Linked DNA regions of Mus musculus: all the other regions are linked to region 3. Evidence: chromatin contacts called from public Hi-C data. All regions are on one chromosome and are shown on one strand. Each heading gives the region's core, a stretch centred on a gene start, on an enhancer-like site or on the middle of the called end of the contact. The rest is flanking DNA. Distances are from core to core; before and after follow the strand shown.

Region 1 (2,700 bases), core at 30-2,529, 150 kb before region 3:
GGAGGCACGCAGAGAACAGGTTACCGAACAAACTTCCCACCTGCCAGGCCTGGCGACTGGAGGTGTCAGGGGCCATTCTGTCTCTAGCTGTACCACTGATGCTCGGTTATCTTCCTAAGTGTGTGAACCACATGGGGCAGAAACTTGTGCAGCTTGGAGACTCTGGTGTGTGGTGTGGTAGGGGGCAGGTACCCAATAACCATTTGTCAAAGGAATTCAGGGGACAGACAAGCGGCAGCAAGCTGGGGATGCTTCTCTGGGAAAGAGAGCCTTTTATTTCTAGAGAGTTTCTGTGATGGACAGGAGCTCCCAACAACAAAAGAAATAAGGAGCCTGGGATTGGAGGTTCCTGGCTCCTCCAATCTGTGTAGTCTATGTAACAATCTTCCTGGGCAGGCCTCAGTTGGCAGAGTGCTTTCCTAACACGCATGAAGGCCTGTGTTTGACCCCAGCGACACACCAACGTGATAGTGCACGCCTGCAATCCCAGCATTTGGGAGCTGATGACAGGGGGATTAAAAGTTCAAGGTAATCCCCAGTTACAGATGGAATTGAAGCTAGCTTGGGTTAAATGCAACTTTGTTTCAAAAACAAACAACCCTCCTTTGTCATTTTAATACAACAGTGGCAACAATCATAATGTTATTGTCACGGTCATTGTTGACTCACTAATGTCCTTATGAAAACCAGACACTGGCTTTACTCCTTTGATTCTCATGGGGGATGAGAGCTATTATATTACAGATGCTGAGAGGGAGGTAAAGGGAGGGCTTCCAGGAGCACACGGGTAGGAAAAGGCAAGACTGAAGGCACACCACCATGCCTGCCCCACACCTTGTGTGGTAGCACAGCTCTGGAGAGAGTGTCTCACTCAGCTGCCAAGTGCCCATGTCTGTCTTAAACACATACCAACATCTAGCAAAAGAAGTCAGTAGCTGAGGGAGTCAGGGGAAAAGAAAAGGCCCTTCGAGAAAGAGACCATTGTGCCTCTTCAAACAAGACTATTTTCTTTCTCATTTCTGCTCCCCTGCTGCGTTCTGAAGGTCACTGACTGCGTCTGCACGAGCCAGGGAAGTCACGAAAGACATACTTGGCAAGCAGAACCAGCAGTGGGAAAGGGACTGGGAGGTGGGGACAAGGAGAAGATGAAGTGGGGGAGGAGGGGGAAAAGGAGGAAGAGGAGAAGGGGAGGAAGAGGAGGAGGAAGAAAAAGAGGAGGAGAAAGGAATAAGAAGGGGAGAAGGAGACGGAGTAGGAAGAGAAGGGAAAAGAAGGAGGGGGAGGAAGAGGAGGAGGCAGCAATTTTACCACAAGGGACAGCCAAGCTGGCTTTGCTTCTCTTGGCCAGCCCAATGACCTTCCTCCCATTTGCTGACCACTCCCCCGGGCTGGCCTCCCTGCTGCTCGCTCACATAACAGCCAGCTGGACAGCTCTGGGGAGGCAACTCAGAGGCTCTTCCTCCGGCCTCTAGCTGGGTGCTGGCCTGAACTTCACCAGAGGGAAAGAGCTCTTGGGAGAGCCTGACAGGTGCGTGCCAAACTGAAGTTCATTTCATTCTTTTAGGAGTGTGCTTCTTAAGTTCTGGAAACTGGGTTGGGCAGCCGGCACTGGTTAGAAAAGGTTCAAAATCATGTTTGGGGGAGAGAAACCCCATTAATGACAGGCCTGGCTTTTCTAGAGTGGGGAGTAGAGTCATGGGAAGATGGGAAGGAGGGTGGTGGGACAAAGCTTTCTGCTCTGGGCCTGCAGTGGCTGGGCCAGGAGGTCTTTCGTGCTATAAATGTCATGTATGGAAGGCTGTCTGTGGACGCTGAGGGGCTTGGGGTGGAGTTAGGGAGGATGAGCAGGGACTCTGAGGGGTCACCTGGGTTCTGTCAGCCATGGCTTACAGCAAAGGCTTCTTATAAGGAGCCACTGAGGAAGAAAATGCCTGGGGGAAGGGAGACACTCGAACAAGGAGTCTAGGTTTACCTGGAGGTGCAGAAAGATGCTCTTTTTTGTTTCGCTTCATTTCTTAAGAGAATATATATATATATATATATTTTTTTCAAGTGTTCATTTTTAGAGAAGCCCACAAACACACTCCAGTTGGATTTTGCTCTAGGCTCTGCAGGAAGAATTCCTGAAGTGAAGCCTGAGCACAGAACATTCCTAAGTGACAGCTGCCTCAGGAGAGGGTCAGAGTCCCTGTCCAGTGAGAGAGCTGGGGGCAAGATGCATGAGGCTCCTCCTGTACTTCACCCTCTCCCGCTATGCTCTAACGGCAGGGTCACACTAGGCCACATCAAAGGGGAGGGGTCTGTAGGTTTTACGTTCTCAATGTCCCCTGAGACCTAACATCTTTGTTCTTCTCAAGCCATCTCTGGGTATCCCCTCCTTCCTCGGCCTTCACAGAATCCCCAAGCTGGTGATTCTCACAGCTCCATCAACCACTCACTTCGAAATCCTGCCCTTAGCTCTTCGGTGACTATGTAACCACCATGGGAGAGACCCTCACTTCTGTGTCCCTGCTCTCTGCCCACTTGTATCCAGGTAAGCACCCACTTCATAGGGTGCTTGCCGGGATCCAAACCTCGGGACTGGGGAGATGGCTCTGTCAGTAAAGTGCTTGCTATGAGCAAGGGCCAAAGTCTGATCTGCAGAATCCATGTAAAAGCCAGGCACAATCATGGAGATTGGAGGGCTTGCTGGCCTAGCGA
Region 2 (2,700 bases), core at 24-2,523, 210 kb before region 3:
GCTGTATGGAGAGCTTTGTTCCTTGTCATACAAATGAGGAAATTGTGGTGTGCTAATTACCAACATGGGAAAGCTTTTAGTAAGGGACAGGGAATGTGGCCAGGTTTCCAGTCCTAAGCTAGACCAAACATTTCTAGATCTCCTGTGGCCATCCATCTTGTGAGCAGCCAGAGAGCTCATTGTGGCAAAGATTCCATAGCTGGTCACAGTTTTCAGATATGATATAGTCTCTGGATAGAAACAAGTCCACAGATCGAGTACTATTTGGGCATATGTAATAGAATGCTTTGATGTAGGATGAAGATAACCATTCTGATTTTTTTTTTAACTTCTTTTCTAAGTCTGTCCACAGTGATTCCAATATCTATCACCAGGGATCTAAAAAATTAGATAAGAAGGTGCAGCTTTCATGTATGGGTGAAGACAAAGGTCTGTCTCTTTCCATTTGGTTTTAGTTTGGGAGGTGTTTGGGGCACGGGGTGTTGCTGATACAGGAGAGATGGTAACAAATGACCCAGAGCCAGTGCTTTCTCTTTGCATGCCTTGTGTCCTTGGCACACTGATGCTCCTGAGAGATGAAAGAAGACAGGTGAGCTTGTGAGCACGTGCCTGCCACCTGTCCCAGGGCAGTGCTTGAGCTAGGTGTCACTTGTCCCACCTGTCACGCTACACATGCACAACTATGTGAAACCTTGAAAAGAATCAGCTGTCTGTCTTTCTCTTGCAGGGAGAAGCACCATGGTTTGTCCTGCACGGAGACTCCAGGTAAGCCTTGGAAATGAAAGGTACTGTCGGAGCACCTTCTTTGCATGCTGCTATTTTTCAGCTTCCCTCCCCTTTGCAGGGTGGCAGAGTTGCTGCGGATGGATAGAGTAAAGTCGTGGGTAGGTCACCTCTACTGGGCTGTCCAAAACCAGTGACATGCAAGACAAAGCAATTGCTCACTACCACTCTGATGGAGTGCCAGGGTTTTCTGCAATTACCTTAATCCTTTCCTCCTGGCGTGAATGTTACAGGAAAGCCACTGCCAGTCATTATCCCCCCGAACCCTCTCTAATCTCTGTCCACACAGCGACATGGGCAGATGCTTTGCTGCCTGCCATGTTGCCTGCCTCTCTGAGCCCAGTGTCACTGTGAGGCCAGCTGTGGATGACAGATTGCTAAATCTGGCCTCCTAGAGGCTGAAAATTCTGCGATGAAGTATTGCTGGCTGCTCCAGTCACTCTATGGGCCTGCGGCCTGGTTTTAGGCAGGCCCAGAAAGTTCTGGAAGGTTGCCGCATGACTCAGGCAATCTCTTGCAGAGAAGGTCCCCCCTCCATCTCTGGCAGAGCCTGTTGTTGAGAGCTTGTCTTGTTTAGGATTTAGATTTGGGCATTCACCCAGGAAAAGCCCATCTCTTCCAGCCGAGAGTCACCAGCTACCAAAGCTAACATAGTAAAGAAAGGATTATTTTGGTCCTGCTTATTGTCTGAACACCCTGGGGCCAATTTGTTTGTACCCAAATGTTCCATTGTTTCTTTTATTTCTACCCTGCCCGCTCTTGTGTCACTTCTGTGAGGCTGTTCATTTAGATCCAGGAATGGTAGACATTAGTCAGCCTCTGCCTGTATGTGTAACCTCAGGACCACAGCAGTTTCCTTGTACGTTAGTTAGTAAGTACGTCAATTTTCGTTTCTTTTTAGTTTAATGTTTATTTGATTTTCAAAGTGTGTGTGTGTGTGAGAGAGAGAGATAGAGATAGAGAGAGAGATAGAGAGAGAGAGAGGAGGGGGGAGATTTGTGTGTGCATGTCTCTGGAGGCCAGAAGAGGGCGTTAGATCTAGAGCTTGAGTTACAGACGGTTGTGAACATGGCAGCTGGAAGCTCTTGCTCTTGGCCAGAAAACCCGAGCAGTCATAGTCACTGGTCGTGTCTCCAGGCCCAGAAATAACAGGTTGTTGTTTTGCAAGGTCTTTGTGAGGATCAAGAGGATGGTGTGGTGGGTAGTATTGGTTGTCAGTTTACAGGATCTAGTATCACCTAGAAGACAAAGTACTGTGAGGGACTTTTAAGGTAACATTAACTGAGGTAGGAAGATCCGCTCTCACTGTGGGCAGCACTACGCCATGGGCCGGGAAAGAGTGATCTCCAGCAGGCTATGCTTCCTAACTCCGCTGCAGTGTGAGCAGCTGCCTAGAGCTCCTGATGTCTATGACTCCTCGGCCATGAAGGACTGAATGCGCCAAGTGAGTTAACACAAACTTGTCCTTCAGGCTGCTTCTGTCTGGTGTTGTGTTGTGGACGTGAGAAAATTAGCTAATCAGATGGGGATGACAATGTGCTTAGTATACCATGGGTGCTTAATGGATGCGCTGTGGCAATGGGAGCGGCTACTCCTCATGGCACACCTGGCACACCTCTAGGGCTTTTGTTTTTCAAGGCAACTTCATGGAACACTTTTCTGTTTGACATTGAGGCATACACTAGAATTCCCATTTTTAACAAGGACATGGCAGATGTTAAGAAATGGTAAAACTATGGCCTATGGTCTAGTTTTTGGTCTACTATTTGTTTTTGTCAATAAAATTTTTAATTAGGGTTGTTTGTTTGTTTTCTTTTTGAGACAAAGTCTCACTATGTAGCTCTAGCTGGTTTGAACTTGCTATGTAGACCAGGCTGGCCTTGAATTTACAGAGATCCACCTACCTCTTTTTCCTTT
Region 3 (2,700 bases), core at 146-2,645:
TGCCATCATGCTCCCTACCACGAGGATTGTGAATTCTAACCCTCTGGAACTGTAAAACCCCTAGAAGTCTTTCTTCTATAGGATGCCTTGGTCATGGAAAAGTAAGACATGACTCCAGTGCGTTGATGTTTAGTCCCCAAGATGGAATTCCTACTCATAGTCTCACTGTAACAGGTCCCTACACTTTTTCTTGACAGGTAAGAAATTCTCATAAGCAGTATGTAGGAAATAATCAAGAATTATTTTATAGCCAGGCATGGTGGCACACGCCTTTAATCCCAGCACTTGGGAGGCAGAGGCAGGTGAATTTCTGAGTTCAAGGTCAACCTGGTCTACAGAGTGAGCTCCAGGACAGCCATGGCTACACAGAGAAACCCTATCTCGAAAAACCAAATATATATATATATATATATATATGCACTATGGGATAATTGTTTCCAGATATTTGATAAACAGTACAGGAAAAGATTTCTTTTGACATCTACATGGTCTCAAAAAGTTCTGTGGAGTCCAGAACACACCCCGGTTCCAGGAAGATTGGCTTGTCTTTCTGAGACCTTTTGATTGCCCATTCTTTGGCACCCAGTCTCAAACTCCATCAGCTTAGGCCCCCACTTACTCAGCAGAGGGGTGGAGGGACGAGATCATTTTCACTTCCTATGCGGCCACAAGAGGGCGCACTCAGTGGACTTCTAGAACTGAGAAGGAAGCCACCGTGGGTCAGTAAAAACTGACAAAAGAAAACTTGGTTTAAAAGGTGTCGTCGGTCAACCTCCCCCTATGCCTTGCCCACCTTTTTCTTGCCATAAGATGAACGCAATCAGCGAACACTTTCAGTCTGTTCAGGCATCCTTCTTAGGATGCGAGAGATGTTGTCCTATTACAACTAGGTCTTTTGATGATGGGCATTCCCATATCCCAGGAGCTGCTCCCTACATTTTATAAGGCGAATGTCAGAGCGACGGGATTCAAGATGCCAAGAATGAGGAAAGTTAGCGCTGAGCCCTGCGCCTGGTACACAGACAATGGAGCCGGAACAAGTGTTTACCTCCGGAGATGCTGGTCTTCATTCCCGATTGTTTCTGAATAATGCCCCATCACCTCCCTTCCCCAGCGTTTGTCTAGATCTTTTCTATTCGTATTTGAATTGATCCTCGCTCACTTTTCCTTTTTTATTATTATCATTTTGCCTGGGACTTTGGATCATTATAAGATTGCGGGTAATGACAGACTGTAATTAAGCTTAACACAGATTTTTCTTTTAGGAGAGAGAAGAATCCACCAACTGAAACTCAGATTGCCTGGGCTGTAATTTGTGGCGCTGTCACAAAGGGGTCCTTTTCCGCATGGTGCGCAGCGGTGATGAGCAAGCGCTGGGCCGAGGGTGTGCGCTTCTCTCACACGCTCTGGAGCGAGCTGCAGGACTCGTAAATAGCTAAGTATAGCTTGAAGCTGATTACAGGCCCGATCCTCCTATTGTGCCTCATCACTTGTCATTGTTGAGGCGGCAATTGCCGCTCCACGTTTCTCTTTGTGGCTGGCTGCAGCCGGTTTCCAGGACAGGAGGAGCCCTGAGATGCCGAGACTGGTTCTTCCCGCCGGATGGGCGTGGCAGGTGTTGGCGATGAGATTAAGAGCAGACTCCCAGGATAGACACCTGTTGCCCCAGAATTGCTGTTTATGCACGATCTCTGTCCATGGGGGGTGACAGGAGTCTCTGAGGCCAGGCTGGCTGTGGGAACAGGAGCAGGCAGTTCGATTTCTCTGGCTTGGTTTACTCAATTGTAGAAAGGAGTTGTAATATTTAATTTCTTACTTACAAAGTACATTTGAGGACCTGTGAAATAAGTATACAGATATCCTAAAAGCAGGTATAGTCCCCTACAGACTCAAACATCCACCTTCGAATAGGTATATACCCACAATACACACTAGCCATAGAACCCACCTGTGTACCTTATTGTAATGAATTTGTTCATGCATGCATGTGGGCGTGGTTTTAGGACACAGCTGTATAGCTGACTGTAACAGTGACCACTGCCATCTTTAGGCTTTTCCTGTAAATCGGGCACCATTTTGAGCTCTTCTCCAGCACCAAAGCAAAGCTCCCAACAATAGCAGTAATAGTCCTGGAATGGGGCACTTCTTCATCTTCGGGGACCTTCCTCGTCCTGGGTGCTGTATGATTGCCTCCAGGGATCTGTCTGTACGTTCAATATCTCTACTGCAGTCACATGACAGCCTCAACTCCCTCCCTTTCCCTGATGGCAGGGAGGGTGGGAATGGTAAGAAGATGGTAGCTGTCTGGGATGAAGGATACATACTGCTGATCACCCTGACGACTGAAATGTCACACTGTACCCTCATGAAAATATGCAATTAATATATCGGTAAAAAATATATATATACTTAGAAATGTACATTCCCATGGAGGGAAAAGGGATTCAAATATCCAACTGAGAACAAGTTTCCCAAGTGTAGATGTAGTGCCTGGTGCAGTGTCTGGGGTCACAGATGCCTAGGGTCACCACGTGTCTGAGTATAGTAAAGGGGACCACTGATCCCACTAGGATGTATTGCAGTGTAAGTGGTGCTGCTGGATATGGGCAGAGGTACTGTATTTGTTACGCTCCTTTTTCTTTCCTGAGTCTGGATCGCTGGTCAGGGCTAGCCTCAAACTTGCCATGTAGCTGAGGATGA

Evidence for each region. A called contact is a pair of places that touch in the nucleus more often than the background predicts.
Region 1: a Hi-C map of muscle stem cells shows a contact between it and region 3, with 2.2 times the contacts expected there. The contact joins the promoter of Sod3 here to the enhancer-like site in region 3. A contact is called at or near these places in 2 of 39 promoter capture datasets (the 3T3-L1 cell line and embryonic stem cells), 6 of 484 Hi-C or Micro-C datasets (Sertoli cells, muscle stem cells, myocytes and 2 more), 2 of 115 datasets of contacts at active chromatin or transcription factors (cardiomyocytes and neural progenitor cells) and 1 of 9 other capture datasets (adipose tissue).
Region 2: a Hi-C map of muscle stem cells shows a contact between it and region 3, with 2.4 times the contacts expected there. The contact joins two enhancer-like sites. A contact is called at or near these places in 3 of 484 Hi-C or Micro-C datasets (embryonic stem cells, muscle stem cells and nephron progenitors) and 1 of 115 datasets of contacts at active chromatin or transcription factors (fibro-adipogenic progenitors).

The regions. Positions count from the first base shown.
Region 1 is chr5:52,362,525-52,365,224 of GRCm38.p6, forward strand. It overlaps Sod3 (superoxide dismutase 3, extracellular), which reads left to right and starts at 1,280. Exons shown (of 2, transcript NM_011435.3): 1 at 1,280-1,528.
Region 2 is chr5:52,308,603-52,311,302 of GRCm38.p6, forward strand. No RefSeq gene overlaps it. Among named protein-coding and RNA genes, the nearest start is that of Sod3, 54 kb to the right of the region's middle. Within about 2 kb of position 1,274, at least 24 of the 459 cell types and tissues checked have an H3K27ac peak or open chromatin away from gene starts, as enhancers often do. A contact at or near this core is called in muscle stem cells, where this site is marked.
Region 3 is chr5:52,514,771-52,517,470 of GRCm38.p6, forward strand. No RefSeq gene overlaps it. Among named protein-coding and RNA genes, the nearest start is that of Ccdc149, 45 kb to the left of the region's middle. Within about 2 kb of position 1,396, at least 36 of the 459 cell types and tissues checked have an H3K27ac peak or open chromatin away from gene starts, as enhancers often do. A contact at or near this core is called in muscle stem cells, where this site is marked.